2 separate regions of the Acanthopagrus latus genome follow, and region 1 is linked to region 2. A link is a contact called in public Hi-C data. All regions are on one chromosome and are shown on one strand. Each heading gives the region's core, a stretch centred on a gene start, on an enhancer-like site or on the middle of the called end of the contact. The rest is flanking DNA. Distances are from core to core; before and after follow the strand shown. Region 1 holds the start of dct (L-dopachrome tautomerase). Region 2 holds the start of LOC119025983 (FAST kinase domain-containing protein 5, mitochondrial).

What was found. Hi-C and Micro-C count contacts between places; a contact is called where the count stands out from the background.
Region 1: a contact with region 2 is called in a Hi-C map of muscle, with 3 times the contacts expected there. The contact joins the promoter of dct here to the promoter of LOC119025983 in region 2. A contact is called at or near these places in 2 of 4 Hi-C or Micro-C datasets (both in muscle).

The regions. Positions count from the first base shown.
Region 1 is chr9:13,628,200-13,630,899 of fAcaLat1.1, reverse strand. It overlaps dct (L-dopachrome tautomerase), which reads left to right and starts at 1,422. Exons shown (of 8, transcript XM_037110944.1): 1 at 1,422-2,048; 2 at 2,165-2,464; 3 at 2,655-2,700. The coding sequence starts at 1,760.
Region 2 is chr9:13,480,156-13,482,855 of fAcaLat1.1, reverse strand. It overlaps LOC119025983 (FAST kinase domain-containing protein 5, mitochondrial), which reads left to right and starts at 1,256. Exons shown (of 3, transcript XM_037110034.1): 1 at 1,256-1,912. LOC119025984 (a long non-coding RNA gene) reads right to left here. Exons shown (of 2, transcript XR_005076979.1): 1 at 2,288-2,700.

The DNA of each region.
Region 1 (2,700 bases), core at 173-2,672, 150 kb before region 2:
CAGGAGCCGCGACACTATTCACCCTGTCACAAGACACTGTATCATCAACATGACTTTGAAGCGTGTTGCTTTAATTAATTTGAATTAATTGAGATTTGGATTAATAGAATCCATATGAGTTTCTTGTAATTTCTAATTGATAATTAGAAATTCTAATTCTAACCCTATTAATGTATAGTCTTATTAATGATAATAGGCATCTAATAGGGACTTATTTCCTTTTAACTAAAGCGTTTTAGATGGACCTCACTGTGTTAGCACTCAGCTGCTGTAATACCAGCCTCTGCCATCAGTGTGTGTGTGTAGGCCTGAATGTGGCCTTGTCGTGGTTGGTAGACCAGAAAAGTGCTCATATATAAATACAAGTCACCATTTCGCAGCATCTAATGGAAATGCTCTAGTAAAGAAGGGAGTCCCTGAAAATCACAGTTTATTATTTTTGACCATACCAGTGTGGAGAGTCTGTGAAAGACGATGGTGATCCCACAGTTCCGACAGCTGCTCTCACATGCACAGTGGAGGCTGTCAGCTGAGACCCAGGGTCAGTGCTGGCCCCAGCCAACGTGGTGCCCAAGGCAAGATTTAGCTGGCGGCCCCTTGCATAGCAGTCAATTTGACAAAGCATTTTCAAACACTCACACAGAAACTGCATGTATGTATTCAAGATCTTATTTCTTTTAAGTTAAAAATATCACACCAAGTAAAAACTGAAGAAATAAACAAGTGATAAATCAAATTAAATTAATAGTTAAATGCCGGTAGGAGCTGATTTCAGTCCTTTGGACCTTGTGATTCTGCTACTACGTTTGCGGCGCCCTTTGTGGATGACAGGCCCCTCAGTATTTACCTATACAGCCTATGCCTAGGGCCAGCTCTGGCGATCCTACACTTCCTACAGCTGCTCTTTTTTCTAATCATGTGCACAGCGGAGGGTGTCAGAGGGTGAAAAGTTTGATGAATGGAACAAACGGCAAGTATGCGGGTAGACACGCTACAATAACAAGCTGTAAAAAGCCTGCGAAAACTATATCTTCTGGCTGGATTAAAGTGATTAGACCCTCATTAAGATTTACACAACAGATCCCGGCTGGCCTCGGCTCGAGAGCTGACTTTTGTTTAACCTCATTCCTTTTATTATGATATCTCTGAATGACTCAACAAATCAATTAATTTGTTTTGAGATAATGTTTCTATTTTAAACGTGTTATCAGAGCTAATGGTGTTGGTGCAGAACACAATTCGTTTTGTGTTTGACCAAATGTGTGTACAGTTGGCTGCTCTGTCTGAGGCAAATCTGATGTATTGCCTGCTTTGTTATCTTTTTTTACTGATTAACTCTAAGTAACAAATCAGACACACAGACTTTTGGCACAAAATGGCCATACAACATTTTAATAGTCCCCACAGGCAATTCCTTGGTATTCTTCCAGTTCTTAGCAAAGCTCACAGCTCTGCTGTCAGGTGATCATCACAAGACCAGTGGCTTAATCCTCCTCCGCTCTACAAAAGCAAGAGCAGAAATTAGACTCTTCCTTAACGTGCATGTAACCGACTGGAACACAACATGATCCGGCTTTAACTTGTTGTTTCCACACATATCAGAACTATCACTGAATCTAATTCGAAGATACACAACCGGGGACCGTAGCAGACTGCGATTCCACACTCCTCTGGAGGAACTAATTGACCGTTTCACTGCTCAGAGTTGATGTAGAAACTGATTAGTCGCCACTGACTGGAGGAAACAAACTGGTGAAATATGATGAACGCGCTGGGTCTCGGCCTTTTTTGTTTACTCCTCTGGCCAGAGGCTGCGGAGGCTCAGTTTCCTCGAGTGTGCTGCACGGTGGAGGGGATCCTGTCCAAGCAGTGTTGCCCAGCTCTCGGCTCTGATCCTGCCAACGTGTGCGGCTCTCTGTCGGGGAGAGGGAACTGCTCGGCTGTGCGAGTCGACAGCAAACCCTGGGGAGGACCGTACAGGCTGAGAAATGTTGACGACAGAGAGAGGTGGCCCACCAAGTTCTTCAATCAGACGTGCAGATGTACTGGTGAGTCGTGTACAGTTTTATTCAGATGATGGTCGGACGACGGCTGACGATGGACCTGAAAGATCACATCAGCACCAAAATGATTTGATACATTTAGTTTGCTCTTTGCGTTGAAGGTAACTTTGCAGGGCATGACTGTGGTCAGTGTAAATTCGGTTGGACCGGACCAAACTGTGACCAGAGGAAAGCTCCCGTGGTGCGGAAGAACATCCACTCCCTGACCCCCGAGGAGCTCCAGGAGTTCCTCAACGCCCTGGAGCTGGCTAAGACCACCACCCACCCAGACTACGTCATTGCCACCCAGCACTGGCTGGGACTGCTGGGACCAAACGGGACTGAGCCCCAGGTCACCAACATCTCCATCTATGATTTCTTCGTCTGGCAACACTATTATTCTGTCCGCGACACTCTTTTGGGTAAATGAGCACTGTCACATTAATCTAATGGTTTGTTGATTACCTGAAGCCCAAGGTTGTGTCTTGACTTTGGTTGACTTTTTTTGACATTCGACTGTGACTTTAACAATCACTTTTTCATGATAAAGTATAGATATATCTCTCAGTGTGTGCTGTGCACTGATGGCATGTGTCTTTTGTTTCCCCGCAGGTCCAGGTCGTCCATTCAAAGCCATTGATTTCTCACACAAAGGACC
Region 2 (2,700 bases), core at 7-2,506:
AAGAAAAATGTCAGCAACTTCAATTCAAGTCAGAAATAAATGAATCTCACCATCGCTAAAAATTACTTCATTAATTATTTATCACACAAAATCTACAAATGTAAAGAAACTGAAAACTGCTGGTTGTTGATGTCTTTGGGGTGTTTTCATATAGAAATGATTTTCCAATTTATAATTACATAAAAACAGGGCCAGGCAGCACATCCGCACAACTAGAACCAGAGAATGTCAGGCAGCCATCTGACAAAAAAATGACTCATTAAAAAAAAAAAAAAAAAGCACCGATTCATTTTTAGTAAATAACAAATAACTTTAACACTCCTTCAAATTACTGGTAGGCAGAAGGTGCATTGTGTGACTTCCAGTATGACCCTTGTTATGTCAGACTTGTGTTGTAAGCTCCAATAAGGAGGTTATGTTTACACTGCTGATGTGTGTTAGCTTGGAAGAGCTCTGAAAAAAACAAACATTGTGTGTGCACATTTAAGGAAAACCTAACTTTCCTGCTTACAACTGATTTTAAACCAGTCCGAGGTCCTTTTGCTTTTGCAAAAGCACATTTAATTTCTTACATCCGCAACATATAGGATGACGCAGCAGGCTGTAAAAGATCCTGTCGCACATGTTCGCGTTTCACCACAACAACGCGAAATGTTTCTACCATCTACTACTAAAGTCTACACATCCATCCGTGCACATGGCCCTTGTGCTCCGAGGATGGAGGCACCCTGCGACCCGCCAAATTGTCCCTTACATCAAGTTGTATTTTGATAGCCATGGGTCCAGGTGGCCGTCCAGGATCATGTTGTTGTCGTCACACTCGCACGCTAATTGTTTAATACTGAGCAGAAAGTAAGAAAAGGACCACATGGTGAAACGTCTCCAATAACAAAGTTCACAAGGGAAGCCTGAGCGTGAGCCAGGACTGCTTGAGGACAGCAACATTTGCGCCCCATTCACATCGCTGTAACGTTTACCACCCCTCCCCCACGCGCTAACATGGCGCCCAACAGTCCACATTTTGAGCGTTTTTTTTTTTTAAACCTACTTCCAACGACTGGATAACATCACAGGTGTAAGCACGACAGCGGCGCTTGAGACGTCCGTGTGCACTTTAACGGTGAAATGTAGTGCATGCAAAAAGCGTGGCGCTCATTGTGACTGAGCGCACCAAGCGTATGATACGAGCTACTGCAAAGTTGAGTAAGAAAGCAGCGCACAGTCACACACACCAAGCTAGCAGCACCCGAGGGCTCCATCAAAACAGTCCGACGCGAGCATGAGCTAGCCAAATAGGCTAGCGCGTGTAGCCTGCGAGTGCGGCTAGGCTTTAAGAAAAGACCGATGTCCAATAAAGATTAATAACACCACAGGTCGGTTTGATTAAAAAAAAAGCATGTGGCAACAAGCTTTTTGTTTTTACAGAGACACGTTAAGTCTGCGTGCTAATGTTGGCTAACACCCTCCCCGTCCACTTCAGAGCATTCTCTTATCTTAGCCAACTTAGCTGCCTGGATGTAGCCCGCTCGTTTACGATAACACAACAATAAATATGAATGTAAAAAGGTTCAAAGTGGCTGCAAATGCTCATATTTTCACCAAAGAATGCACAGCACAGCCGTTCGAGCCCGTGTCAATGTAATTTAAGCGATTATCCCTCCCCCAACCATCGGCGTGTTAGCATTAGCAGCTAGCTAACGCAGCAAGCTCGCGGGGTAGCAAAGGCGCGCGGCCTGCTTGCAGCCCCATGTGCTGCTGCTTTGTTCTGGGGGCACTTTTAAGTGTACATCACGGCGCACAGATCGACCGAAAACTCCCAATTTCCATCAACATGTGGCCCGACAACAGACGCACACGAGTCCACAACTCGCAGCTGCCACCAAAGTGTGTAAATGCAACATTTTTTTGACGGGTGAGTACGACTTCCCCCCCGACTGGAGGTGCAGCAGCAACACATGCTTTTCAAATCTCCCTCATTCTCCCACAACCATGGAGGAGAGGTTGCCATGCGCCTCGTAGAACAGTGTTTTCAAATGCGGAAACTGACGATTAAAAACGCGTTTTTCCTCTTCGCTCCCCCGGTGTTAACGTGAAAGTGCGGCTCCCGTGTCGCACACGTCGCCGAGCATTTCACTTTTTCTTTTTTTTTTTTTTTTGAGCCCCTCGCCGTTTTACCGCATCTCTCTGAAAAAGGGCTAACAACAGGTTTCTCTTCAATAACATGCGCGTAATAACACACTGGCTTTCTAAAAAAGCCACCATCTTCTACTCACTTGTGCGGACTTACCGTTTACTCACACTGTTTCGGAGGGCATCTTGCAAAAAAAAAAAAAAAAACTGAGGAGGAGAAAAAAAAGACTTCGCTGAAAGAGTAGCAGCTAAGACGTATAATCCCCAAAAAGCACAACCATGTGCTACTATTATGATTTGCCAGGAGTTTGGGAATCGTAGTAAGATTGCGAAAGTGGCGCGAGTACACTCGAGGTTTAACCATGTGGTGAATGAAGGGCGGCTCCCAGCCAGCGTAGCTAAACCCCAACTCCTTCATTAGCATAAATCAACTACTTCCTCTCCAAGTGCGACTCTCAAGTTTCACCACTTGATTTCCCAGGGCTGTTGGTAAACACGCGGACGGCGGCGAAATACGTAAAACTACCGACTTAAAAATATATCGTTTGGGAAAAAAACAAAAAAACAAAA